Regions from separate parts of the Zea mays genome. Here region 1 is linked to region 2. Evidence: chromatin contacts called from public Hi-C data. All regions are on one chromosome and are shown on one strand. The core of a region is the stretch at or near the end of the contact, and the rest is flanking DNA. Distances in the headings are between cores, read along the strand shown.

Evidence for each region. A called contact is a pair of places that touch in the nucleus more often than the background predicts.
Region 1: a Hi-C map of bundle sheath shows a contact between it and region 2, with 4 times the contacts expected there. The contact joins the promoter of LOC100192888 here to the promoter of LOC103650550 in region 2. A contact is called at or near these places in 4 of 25 Hi-C or Micro-C datasets (bundle sheath, ear, leaf and 1 more).

What each region holds. Positions count from the first base shown.
Region 1 is chr3:130,556,285-130,563,088 of Zm-B73-REFERENCE-NAM-5.0, forward strand. It overlaps LOC100192888, which reads right to left and starts at 3,652. Exons shown (of 3, transcript NM_001138076.1): 1 at 3,386-3,652; 2 at 2,571-2,686; 3 at 1,587-2,157. The coding sequence starts at 3,496. The coding sequence ends at 1,815. LOC100273978 reads left to right here. Exons shown (of 15, transcript NM_001365694.1): 13 at 84-249; 14 at 343-564; 15 at 659-865. The coding sequence ends at 763.
Region 2 is chr3:130,305,695-130,311,933 of Zm-B73-REFERENCE-NAM-5.0, forward strand. LOC103650550 (serine/threonine-protein kinase EDR1) reads right to left here and starts at 1,360. Exons shown (of 13, transcript XM_008676128.2): 1 at 401-1,360. The coding sequence starts at 804.

The sequences.
Region 1 (6,804 bases), core at 2,402-4,901, 250 kb after region 2:
AAAACCTGAAATCCGAGTAAAATCGCCGTGTAGTATCTCTCAATTATGTAATACTTGGTCTAACAATCTTTACCTGTTCACAGGGCATACATATCTGCAGCTAGAAGAGTGATTCCTTCCGTTCCTAGAGAGCTCGAGGAATACATTGCGACTGCATATTCCAGCATCCGCCAAGAGGAGGCGAAGTCGAACGCGCCAACCTCCTACACAACCATCAGGACGCTTCTGAGCATACTCCGTATCTCTATCGTAAGTAAAACTTGGCTATGGCTATTTTCCCTTCACAATACCATACGAAAATACCTCTCTTTAAACAATGCTGCTGCTGCTCGCCTGTCTCAGGCCTTGGCAAGGCTTAGGTTCTCAGAAACCGTGGCCCAGAGCGACGTCGACGAAGCACTGCGGCTGATGCAGATGTCCAAGTACTCGTTGTACTCGGACGACCGCCAGCGGTCTGGCCTCGATGCGATATCTGACATATATTCCATCCTGAGAGACGAGGCCGCGAGGACGAGCAGCATGGACGTGAGATATGCTCATGCTCTTAACTTGATCTCCAGAAAGGTACAGCTTCTACTTTTACAAACACATACTGGTACAACGATGGTCTGATTGCTGGAAATTTGGTTGGTGCTGGAAATGTATGTCTGGATCACAGGGATACAGCGAGGCTCAATTGAAGGAGTGCTTGGAGGAATACGCTTCCCTGAATGTGTGGCAGATCCATCCGAGCACCTTTGACATCCACTTCATCGATGCCTGATGCTGAAGCCGGCACCGATCACCAAACAAATTTCATCATGAGTTTGTGGCTTCATGATTTGTGACGGGAGGGATGAACACCGTCGACTGAAGCCTAACAGGATCTAAAAGTTTTAGCCCAGTTCGGGCTTGTTCGTTTTGGAGTGGATTGAGGGGGATTGGAGGGGATTAAATCCCCTCCTATACAAAATTTTGTATAGGAGGGGATTTAATCCCCTCCAATCCCCCTCAATCCACTCCAAAACGAACAAGCCCTTCATGATGTCGATGATGTAATGCTATCACAGGCACAGCTGTACTAGTAGAACCATTCTTCTCTGACTTATTATGAGTAGCAATCTCCTTGTGTGACACTAATGTAGATGTACCCTACTGTGTTTCCTTTATTGCAGCTGATATAAGAGATGTGTATTCTTTTGGCTACCAAGGACATTGAAGATTATTTTTTTCAAAAAAACGGAGGGACTTTTTAGTGGGTACAAAGATCTTTCGTTGCTATTGATGTTTTTTTAATAACTGGTGTTTTTGTTTGAAGTCATCGTAGATTAGATGAACATTGTAAAATCTTTCTGGAAATTTCGGTGGGATGTCTTCAGTCCATTCATGTTTACGCTAAACGAGTGCTTTGGTGAACAAAAACTAAACAAGAAGAATAAATGATTACCAGCCAACTTTGACCAAGCAACCATTAGAAAATTGCTAATGAACTCCCTCGAGAAAAAGAATAGAATACTGCAAGATTAAGAAGCATCTAACTTATAACTCTTGATGGTTACAACACTCTAGAATGATTACAAGTTAAACATACCACAAAACTGTCGAGTAATAGTCAACAAATTTATCCTATATTAAGAAGAAAATAGACAGCAGCAGATTTGAAAACTCAAATATCCTATAGCAGTTGCTCACAGAACTTGTATAAACAGAAAAAGTCTAACTTGCCAATATACCATACAGCCATAGAATATGCAGGGATCACAATTCGACTTGTTATCATTCAAGCAGCAAAGCTACTTCAGCCTGAGCTAAAAATTAGAGCAGAGAGCAGAGCATCATATCTTCTGATCACTATCCTCGGACTCATCATGCTGGTCTGTAGCACTGCCATTAGGTAAAGCACCTGCACCTTTTCGGTTGACGTCGCTGAAAGGTCTCTTCCTTGATGAGGATGGTTCAAAGGCATCCACCTCCTTGCTCTTCACAAATTTTTCATCGAAGGACATGTCATCTTTCTCTCGATGAGCACCAGCGCCCGAAGGCGGAGGTGGCATCATGTCGATTCCACTGAGCCGGCAGAAGACTTTCTCAACCGTTTCAGTTATCTCTTTCCCTAATCCACCATTGTCTAGAATCAGCTCCCAAACTGCCTTGGAGGCTTTCTCAAGGACTGGGGTCCTGCATTGCATACAAACAGTTAGCATTGCATCATAGTTTTGATGGAATCTCCGTACTGGTTCAGGCAAAAAACTGGGAATGGAGTTGAAAACTGCAAAACACGGGGGGATGAATTTCCCACAATACAAATAATACACCAGAACAATGGAAGAACAAATAAAATCATGGGAACTATATCACTCTAGTACTTTTTGAACAACCAGCAATGGACAACGATATGGTAGGAAGATAACTAATCCTAGACCTGAGATTTGTGTAGGAGGCTAAGGCTACACGTTTTTTTAAACTTTTTAGTAAAATCTGCAATAAACATTTTGTAAGATCCAGATAAGCAACTTGTGGTTAAGGCCAAATACCAACCAGGCAATGTACTGTTAGTGAGCATAGATTCAAACAGAAAGACAAGAGCTTACTCCAGTTCCTGTCGAAGTGCATCAAACAACTCCCTCTTCGTCTTTTTCTCAGCTCCAGGAGTATTCAGTACCTTGCTTTGCTCCACCATCATCATAGTGTTTTTCTTCATATCTTCCTGAAATCAAAGTAAAAAAATTTCATCGCCAAGTCCCCACTTCTCAATACTCTATTGGTCAGGTGAGCCTTGCATAGAGTGATGCCAAGAGCATAAAGAAGGGCACATGGAGCATAAGACAATGCAGAAATGATTTTTATTCAACATCAACAAGAATACCCTGCTATATGCACGCATGAAACTTTATGCTAATAAATAAGATTTCCCAGAACATAATGCTCAAAGGAGGGGAAAACAGAATTACACCACTGATGAAACAACATGTGCCAAGTGACGCCAAAGGACAAGTAAATATCTACATTCTTGTGCAAACCAATTCCCGATACATCACATAGATATAGGGAAAAGTAGAACAGAACGAATGAGGAAACAGCACGTGACACCAAAGGACAACTAAATACCCAAATTCTCGTGCAAAAACAATAAGGCATTGCTCGCCTGTCTTATGAATTGGAAGAGATTGAAAAAAATATGAAGGATTTTAACTTGCTATGGATTTAATCCCACCTAATCCCCTAGAATCCATATAGATTGAGAGGAAACTGAAGAAGCCCTAACATATCTCTTATCTTACAACAAACAATTTCTAACATAATAGTAATAGTAAGGAGGAGCTGGAAGTAGTTTCTTAGATAAAATGCACTCTCAACTCAGAGGAATAGGAGGGGAATCGGGGGAGGAAGGGAGGCGTGCACGCACGTTGGCCTTGAGCTGGGCGATGATCTTCATGCGGAGCGCGTCGATGCTGCCGTCGTTCTTCAGCGACTCCAGCACCTCCTCCGGCCGCACCACCTTCGACGACGACCCCATAGCCTCCTTCACCACCAACCGCTTGCTTCCCCGCGAAATTCCCAGACAAAGGGGCTTCAACTCCCCCTGGGTGGATTCGCTCTAACCGCTGTGGCGCTCGCCGCAGATCCGAAGGGTTGCCGGCGGCGACGACGGGGACTAGGGTTTGCTTTCTCTCCGCTGGTGAGAAGAGAGGAGAGAAGGTAAGAACACGAGATAGTCACGTGCCCCCGTGTTGTACTTGTACTTGTTAGGGTAAATGACGAGATTGCCCCTGCCCCTCCACACGTCGGCCCTTGCCTTGCCTCGTCTGGCCTCGTCGCCGGCGGCTGGGAAGTACCCATCCCCGTTGTCTGCGCCCTATGCGAGACGTGGAACGCCGCCGTGCCGTGACCATCTCCGCGCGCTCTCCGCTCCGGCAAAAGTTTACCCTTTTGAAGTTTGAATTTGAACTCTGAAAAGGTTGAGCATTCAGGTGGCGGCAAATCACAAATGGCAATGCCGCTGCTGAATCTTGCGAATGCGATGCTGGACGTTTTTTTTCCCGTAGCACCGGCAGCTCTTGTGACTCCATACATACGTGCTGTTCATTCATCCAGACATCCCGTGTTTGTGATTCGATACGATATATAGTGGTTTGGAGGGAAGAATCGGCTGAGTAGATCGCTAGCTAGTGATCTTGAGATAGGTGATTGCACAAAGTTGCTTCTTTACTTGGCTTAATCTAGGATAATCAGATTTAGCGATTAATGCATGCAACTTGTAACCCGTGAAGGCTGTTATTAGCAGTTTGGTTCAGCTTATAAATTATATAATCTAGATTATATATGATATTAAATAATCTAGATCAAACGATTTAGGACAAACCAACTTATTGAAATTTTTTATCATTGATTTTAGTTATATGTTGCGTGATGGGAGCAAGTAAAAATAGATGAAATGTTTTTTTATAAGAAGTTGTAATGGTGGATAATTTGTCTTCAAGTTACCATGGATAGTGGGTATTTTGCCAAAATAATCTCAAATAAACATGTCTTGAGTAAATCATGGAATTGTGATAATCTGACTTCCAGATTATATAACCTGATTTCTATTTAGATTATTTAAGCTAGATTATATAATCTGGACAAATTATAATCCAAAACGAGTATGCCCTTAGTCCCGATAACTAATTTTTTACTAAACATCAAATTAGGTTGTTTCTCAATAGAACCATTAGTCCTGATAAATAATTGACTTAATCATCAGAGATCAAATCTGATGACCGGGATGTTTAAGGTCTGTTTGGTTCGCTGCCTAACTTGCCACATTTTACCTAACTTTCTGTCTAAGGTTAGTTCTTCGATTCGAACGACTAACCTTAGTCAAAGTGTGGTGCAGTTAGTCACGAACCAAACAGGCTCTTAACCTCTCATATTTTGATGATGATTTATAAAAAAAACCCTTCTTAAAATTATGTTTATTGCATTCTTGTGTTTATTGCATGAATCATTAGCTGAACCATGTGATACATTCTTGTGTTTATTACATTCTTGCTTTATATTATGTTTTACTTTCTTATGAAGTTATATTAGTGTTTGGTCCCAATCTATTAATTTATGCTTATATGACTATACTAAACTAGTGTATTAGGCTCTACTCTACCCCATTAAGCTTACAAATTTACTTGATCTAATTTTCATTAGACAATTTTTGAATAGTGACCTTGTATAGGTCAATGCACGCAACAGTGTCGCTAAGAGGTTCGCAGTGATAGTGATGCTCCCATTGCTAATAATTTTTAGACCGTTATTTTATAGGCATATTCACCTCTCTCTAGACACAATATATGTTCATAGAAAGGATCAAGATGTCTAAGAGATAGGTGAATTGGGCCAATCTAATTTCTTTCAACAATTAGATCCTATGAGATAGCCCACTTCACTCGTTGCGCCTAATAGAGTTTCTATATTATGAAAAGTTTTGCACCATAGGTTCCAACCCTATTTTAGCATAGGAATTCTAATAATATAAAGGCAAAAATTGAAATGCTCAAATGTAAATTATCAAAGTAAAAGGGCTAGAAAGATGATGATGTTTTGCCAAGGTATCAGAGAGTCGACACCCAAGTAGTTTCCATTGGAGCACCTACACAAGGGTGTCGCTTTCCCTTGATCCACACAAGGACCAAATGCTCTCCACGATTTGATGTTTTGCCACTAGCATGATGAATCACCCACAACCATTTACACCTTAATTTGGGCCACCCACAATCTCCATCTAGCGAACACGGAACTCCTGATCACCACCAAACTGTCTAGGTGATGCCGATCACCAGAAGTAACAAGCACAAACTCTCACTTGATCTAACCAAGGCTAGTGAGAATGGTAAATGAACACTTGCTTCTCTTAATGCATTAACAATGCACTAATCTGGTGATACCAAATTTCAATCACCTTAGTAGGCAAAGGACCCTGCTTTCCCTCCAAATGGGTTCTTCAGCTAAACACATGGACAAGAGAGCTAGAATAGACGAGTTGGTGTTGCATTTATGCACCCCAACCATCCAAAAAGCAGATATAGTAACTCTAGGATAAATACAGAGGCATCAAACCATCTAATGCCTGAGTGTCAGACCATAGCCCTCGGTACAACAAGACTCAATGGTCATAGTGACCTCACTGTGTCAGGCAATCCTACAAGAGAATATGTCATGATGCCTCCTCGTCTGATCAGATTGATGCTCATAAAACATCTCTGATCACATTTTGGAAGGCGTTGGACCAAGACTCAATAGTCTCACGTTCATCCTGTTCACAATATTTGACGCCATATAGGAAGAACATTAGTTGGTACAGTTGCATCGTCTAGTTCGATGAGACCCATTGGTCTAGTCCAATACATATAGACCTCTCTGATATGTTTATGGACACCCTGACACTAAAACACTATAGTACAATAGCCCTATTTCTTGGGTTCCGATGATTAGGTCTTCTTTGGCAGGTGTCAGACCATGCTCGATGGTCTAACGATCTTGTTTCTTAAGGTTTGGCACCTTCAACCACCTTCAAATCACTTCCAATTCAAAACTTTATGGATGAGGTTTGTTCCAAATGACTTTTAGGCTACCTTTGAGCTACCTAGTGCTAATATATACCTTTATCTAATCCACTGAAAGGGAAATGGCCATTTCTATAATGTTTTGGTGATTAAGTGTCCAACACATAGTAAGTGAGTTGATTATGTGCCAAACAAGCAAAAACTGCAAATCATATAACAAGGTATGTTTCTAGACTTAGTAGTTGGTTTTTGTATACTAATATATTTGTCTAAGTGTTAGAAACAGAGA
Region 2 (6,239 bases), core at 110-2,609:
GAACCAGCTAAAGTCTAGGCATCCCATCTAGCATTTCCTTACTTTTACTTCGCATCGATAAGATAATATGTAACAGCACATCCTTACAGAGCTAGGGTTATATAGAGTGCCAACAATGTAACCGATTGTCATTTGCACTATCCCACTGCAACCTCTATCGCATGTTTACTGATAGATAAAAATGGCACACAAGAATTGCTTAAGATTCTAGGATTGCTATCGCAAGAGGTTCAAATAAATTTCATTTTGGTCACAACTCGTATATGTGGCCACTTACTCCATTTCAGGCACTACAATCAACATATCTAACCAGCATGACTACTGCATTTCCTCGAATGTTTGTCAATCTCCCAAGTTGCAGTCAAGCAAGTAAAAAAAGGTGAAGCGCCAGAAATCTAACCAGTATATGATCCTCCCATCGAGGTCAAGAATGTGGACGGAATGCCCCAGTGACTGCAGCACCCTGGAGTACTGCCTCTCAGGCAGCCTAGCGCTGGTGCTACCATTTCCAGCGCCCGTGGCCCGGCCCTCCCGATGCAGCGGCGATGAGTGCGGGAAAGACGCCGACCCACGGGCCCACGCACGCTGCCCGCCCTCAAATCCCCCGGACAGCAGCCTACCTGGTGGCCCCGCCTTCGCCTTGGTCGGCGGTGGCACCGGCGCGCCGCGCCGCGGCGAGACGGATTGCGAGCGCCGCCGCTCCACGGCGCCGGGTATCAGCTTGGACATCTCCTGCTTGAGCTGCGCCTGCCCAACCTCCAGCTCCCGGATCTTCTTCAGGAGTTCCTCCCCGCTGGAGTCCATCCCCGCCGCGGCAGTGGGTGGCTTCCTCGAAACCACCGAGGCCACCTCGTCCTCAAACCACCGGCTTCACCGACTTCCACGAGCGCCCTACAGCTGATGGCGCCGCCGCCGCGTCCCCTTTCGCCTCCTCAGGGGCGGCTCCGACGAGCTCGAAAGGCCGCTCCTTTATCCGCTCCCAAGGCAGATTCGACGCAAACGGAGCAAAAGCTCCGAGCTTCCGGTTCTCTGAGATCTCCAGCAGCGATTTCCCGTACAGAAACCGGTTGAATCGATGAAAAATACGATCTTTTCTGGGGAGCGGTTCTTGACCTGTGCGTGGAAGGGGAGCAAATTGCTGTGGAATCTGTCTCTCTCACAAGTCACACACACGCATGACGCATCCGGATGGAGATTGAATGAATAAAATAAACACAAGTAATAATAATTGGTAGAATAAATGATAGAGAGAGAAAAAAGTTATGTCATATAGAATATGGAGGGAAGTGAGACTGTCTCCACGTATTGTAATACTGTTTGTTCAGTTAAGTTTAAAACGAAAAAATTAAATAGTAGATGAAATATGAGATCCGGTGAAAATAGCATGAGGTGTTCTTTATAATGTTCCCTAGTGATTGGTGAACTTGGTGATAAAAAAATTGCTGAGGCTGTTTGCCAGGTTGCTATAGTGGCATTTTACATCTAGTCTTAGTTTTTGTTTGATATTTGGAGCCTTGCCAACATATTTTGTACCCATTTTTCGATTTCTTTTCTATATTTTCTTGGGTGTTGTGTTGATCCACACAGGCGTTGTCCCTGTTCCTATCTACCTACCTTATTGCCAGTGCCAACAGGCGCTATCTCTGTTCCTAGTCACCTCCCTTGCTATGTATCGTAACGAGGGAAAATATTAGCAACTAGTGAATTGGTATTGGTTGGTGTATTACTACACATCAAAGACGTTTTATGCCACTCTGGAATAAAAGAATATTTCCCGAATTTTGTGTGTTTTTCTATGTTTTTAAACTAATTTCTGTGAAGAAAATTATGTGTTCCAAAGGAGCTCTTATTATCACCTACTGTTGCTACAATTTTAGGATGGATTTATGGTTAGTTCTTGGCTTTTAACCGTCTAGATCTATATGACTATGTGTTGCAAGTTTGGAGTTCCTTTTTGGTGGGCATTTATATGGTTTGCTTTTCTTGTTGTAGGTCCTTTGTGGGTGCCAATTGATTAGCACTCAACTGTCTGGAAGTGTATGCTTGCATGCCATAAATTTTGGTCAACTTTTTCTTCCCTTGTGTTTGTTGCTAGTGTGACCTTTTTCATGTGGTGTATATACTTCTCAACAGAACATCTAGCCATGCCCATATCTAACTCTACCTACCAATAATCAAGCAAGATGTAAAAGACAAAGGAGATGTGGTAAAGCTCTGACTAATCTCTTTTTCACGCCCTGGCTTGATTTTAATGCTTAATCGGATACTAGACTGCAGTACACCACAAAAGTATGGAGAGAAAAAGAACACGAAGAAAGAAAGAAAGAAAGAAAGAAAAGAGAAGGATAGAAAAAAAAAACACTACAGTAGTTAGTACTTAGTAACCCCTGTGCCTTTCTCCAAACAAAGCTTTCTGCCATGTTCGTGTTTACGCCTTAAATTGGACCAAAGTTTGCAGGTCCTGATTATAGTTTCAATCGATGGATTTTTCTCAGAAACACCAACTGGTTGTACAACTTTATTTTTTATCGGTGTTAAGCATGAGAAATAATGTTGTGGCCTTGCACACCGAAATAACCTGGAATTCCATAGATAATCATGAGCGGGTTTTTACTCACGAGTCATATATAGAGATAGACTAGTACTGATATTTTCTGTTGACGATTTTTAGACGGAAAAGAACTCCCAAAGTAGCCAATCCGTGGACCAATCCCTTTCAGCTGTCAAGTTTGGCATGTGGCTTCCCAATACTGCACTCCTCGCTCAGCAACAGTATATTCCCTCCAAAAACATTGGATCACATGCAATCATTAAGGGCTAGTTTGGCATCCACATTTTTCCATGGGATTTTCAATTTTCCAAGGGAAAATGAACTAATTTCCCTTGGGAAAACGAAAAACCCTTGGAAAAATGTGGTTCCCAAACTAGTCCTAAACCTTTTTTTTTTCTTGGTAGTGTTCTGCTCCCGGACGCAATTCTTTCTTGTGGATGATATGCTTCAACACTTAGCGCGCTGTCCGTTTGGTTCACGTAATATGTAACGTGATGGATAGCGTACAGTAATCAGATATCACACTGAAAACTGACACCGATCTATTTACCACTGTCACTCAAATGTGAACCATTATCGTTGCCATTTAATTCGTGAACCAAATAACACTTGCATGTGAAAGAAGTAACAGACAGAGTTTTGATAACAAAATGAGTAAATGAATCGTATTCTTTTGTAAACATATAAGTAGCCCACGGATCACCCCTTGCTCGATCAATCAAATACATACGCCAGCTTTCCTTTTAGAAACATACACAGGCAAAGAGGACATTTGCAGATCGCAATTCCAATCGCACGCACGCCTTTAGAAACATACACAGATAAACTGGCAAAATGATATTCTTTTTTTACTGTTCATTAGCGCCAATCTGACCCATTTGCATGGCTGACAAATCCCCATGTAAAGTACCCATCTCTCCGAGTCCAATTATGCAGGACGAGCCATCGTCAGATGTTAGCCACAGCTGCAGATCTGATTCAGCGGAGAACACATCGCACCGCTCCTCGCCACTCTTTTTTCTGGCCCTTTTTATACACGGCCTCGAGCCCTCGACGAGCTGGTGCCACACCAAAAGGGCCGCGAACCACAGGCTGTTCATGAATGACAAGGTGTGTTCTTTGGATCTCGAGCAACACAGCTGGCGTCTCTCAAAGGTCAAAGCAGCAAAGGCGTCGTCACGAGCCCAAGGGGGGGAGAAAGAGATGGGCGTGTCGCCATCGATGGGGAGAAAGCGACGCAGGGGTCCGATCCGAGGTTCAACCAGCTATCTTGCTATGCCTTCCCCAGCCTGTCGTCAGAAATGCTGCAGAGACAAATTAAAAGGACAGATAGAGAGAAAAAACATGGTGTCAGTTCAGTATTTGCATAATTAAGGATCAAGTACCTTAAGAACTCAGGCATAGCTCGACGACCTGCAAAAACAACAGGCGCACATTCAGTTGCCATGCATGTAGCATTTGCTTCAGCTGCACCACATGCATGGCATAAGATGCAGGTACAAGCAGAAGCCACCCCATGCGTTCTCCCAAACAGGACCGGGTTTACCCCTCCAGCACAACTTGCTGACCTCTTTGCCCCTGAAATTGGACACAAAAATAGGTTTAACTAACCAGTTGTCCGTGGTTTGGTATAGTTTGTATATATCATATAAATTGGTATTGAAGTCGTGATAGAATCAAGTGACCATATTAGGTTTTTAATAGAGTAGTATAGATTTTGACAAAGTTTACATAGCTAATGCGGCAAAAGGTTGGAAGTCTGAAAGATGACAAGTAATTGAAGTTGTCAAAATGGAATAGGATCTCTTCTTTCTAATATATATTTTATCAGTGTAAAATAGGATTATGATAGGGAAACAAATCCTAGTAAGCAATAACTGCACTGGAATCCAAGTATACCGTAAGGATTAAACCTACCTGGACATAATGCCATAGCACATCAGTAAGAGCAATACAAAAGGCAGAAGACAAGATGTTGGAGAATCGATGCACCCCAGCTGATTTAGGAGCGATCGTGCTTGAGACCAAACTTCTTGATGGCCCATCAAAAGCCCATATATGCAACCCCATAGAAACAGTTAGTATCAAATAAGCGAAGCTGTTCGAGTAAAAGGGACCGCATCTTCAAAACTATTACAGCGACTGCAAGAATAAGAACGAAGCAACATAGAACTTAGAGGCACACTTATGTAAACATGATTTTTCTAGATAAGTTTGCAGTGCCGTCTTTCATTGTTGTGCTATTTGTTTTTGTTAGAACCTCGTCAGGATTTTGGGCCAGTCCCCTTATAATTACTTATATACCTCTGTATAATGGGTTTGGCCCAACTACTTGGTCTATATTAATACACTCTTAACCCTAGTTAGAGTTAGGGTTTCTCATATGGTATACAACTAGGTTTCACTTTCTCTCCCTCTTCTCCCTCCCTCCCTTCCCCACCAGCCATCGGCCACCGCCAGGCCCCTCCCCGGCCGCCACCCTCCTCCTCCCCCTTCCCTCTCATGGAGCATGTCGCTGCCGATGTGAGCCCTAGCGCGGGTGAGGCCGTCGCCCTGCCCATCGTCGTCGGCACAGGCGCGGGCGCGCCCACGCCGTCGCCACCGCCGCGTCGGCCACGAGCAGCCTCTTCCCCGCCTTCCTCCCCTCATCCCGCACCAGCGAGCTCGCTGGGGATGAGCCCCCTTCATTGCTGGCCCTGGGCCCCGCTCGGAGCCCCTGCTGTCCTCGATGCGCAACTACGCACCTGGCATTCCTGTCACACCCGGCTTTAAGGAACAAAGCCAGGTGCATCTCATACATGCGCCAAGAAGACAACATATATAATAACAGAGTGTATAGAGATAAATGTCATAAAACATCAGAGTATTTATTACATAGCGGAAGACTTAATACAAAATAAAAGAATAAACATAAAACGAACTAAGGATCCTCGGCGCAAATGTCAACTGAGAAACGCCACCTAGATCAGATCATACTCCTCGCCTTGTGGCTCCTCCTGAACCACCTGTTCTTCTCCTGTGGGGGGGGTGTGAGACAGCAAGAGTGAGCTCACATACGTTCATCGCTCAACAAGTTGTGGGGAATAATGTGGCATGAACTCACCAAAGGTGGGAGTTCATGAAGTGTAAGGCTAATCAATGAAGTAAAGGCTGAGGCTGAGCATTGCTTTTAAACGTTGGTCAAAATTTTATTAGCAATTACTAAGTGTAAGTAAATACCAAACCTTAATAATAATAAAGAAAAGTAATAGTAAAATAATCCCAAATGCGATGCAAATGTCAAATAATCCCAAATTAAATTTGGAGTTATAGATTTCAAATTATGAATTCCCTAAGATTTAATGTGCTTGAAATAGGATTAAATGATAAATTAATTTTCTTACTGTTTTCATGCCAAAACAGAGACACTAAATGATAGAGAATAATATTACAAAAATTTAGAAATTGGAATGGCCCAATTTGGAGTAAGAATGAAATTTCTATGCATTTTACAAGTTTTAGCACTTATTTATATAATAAAAATCCATTTATAGTTTAAATTCTCTGCTTTAATACTGTTCTGGATTGGGCCTCAATAACCAGAAAAGTCAGGGGCTAGCGCAGAAAATTCCCTAGACTCAGTCTACTGCTAATGAGGATGGTGGGTTAATTTCAGCAAAGGCCAGGGGTTCTTTTGAAAATTGACCAC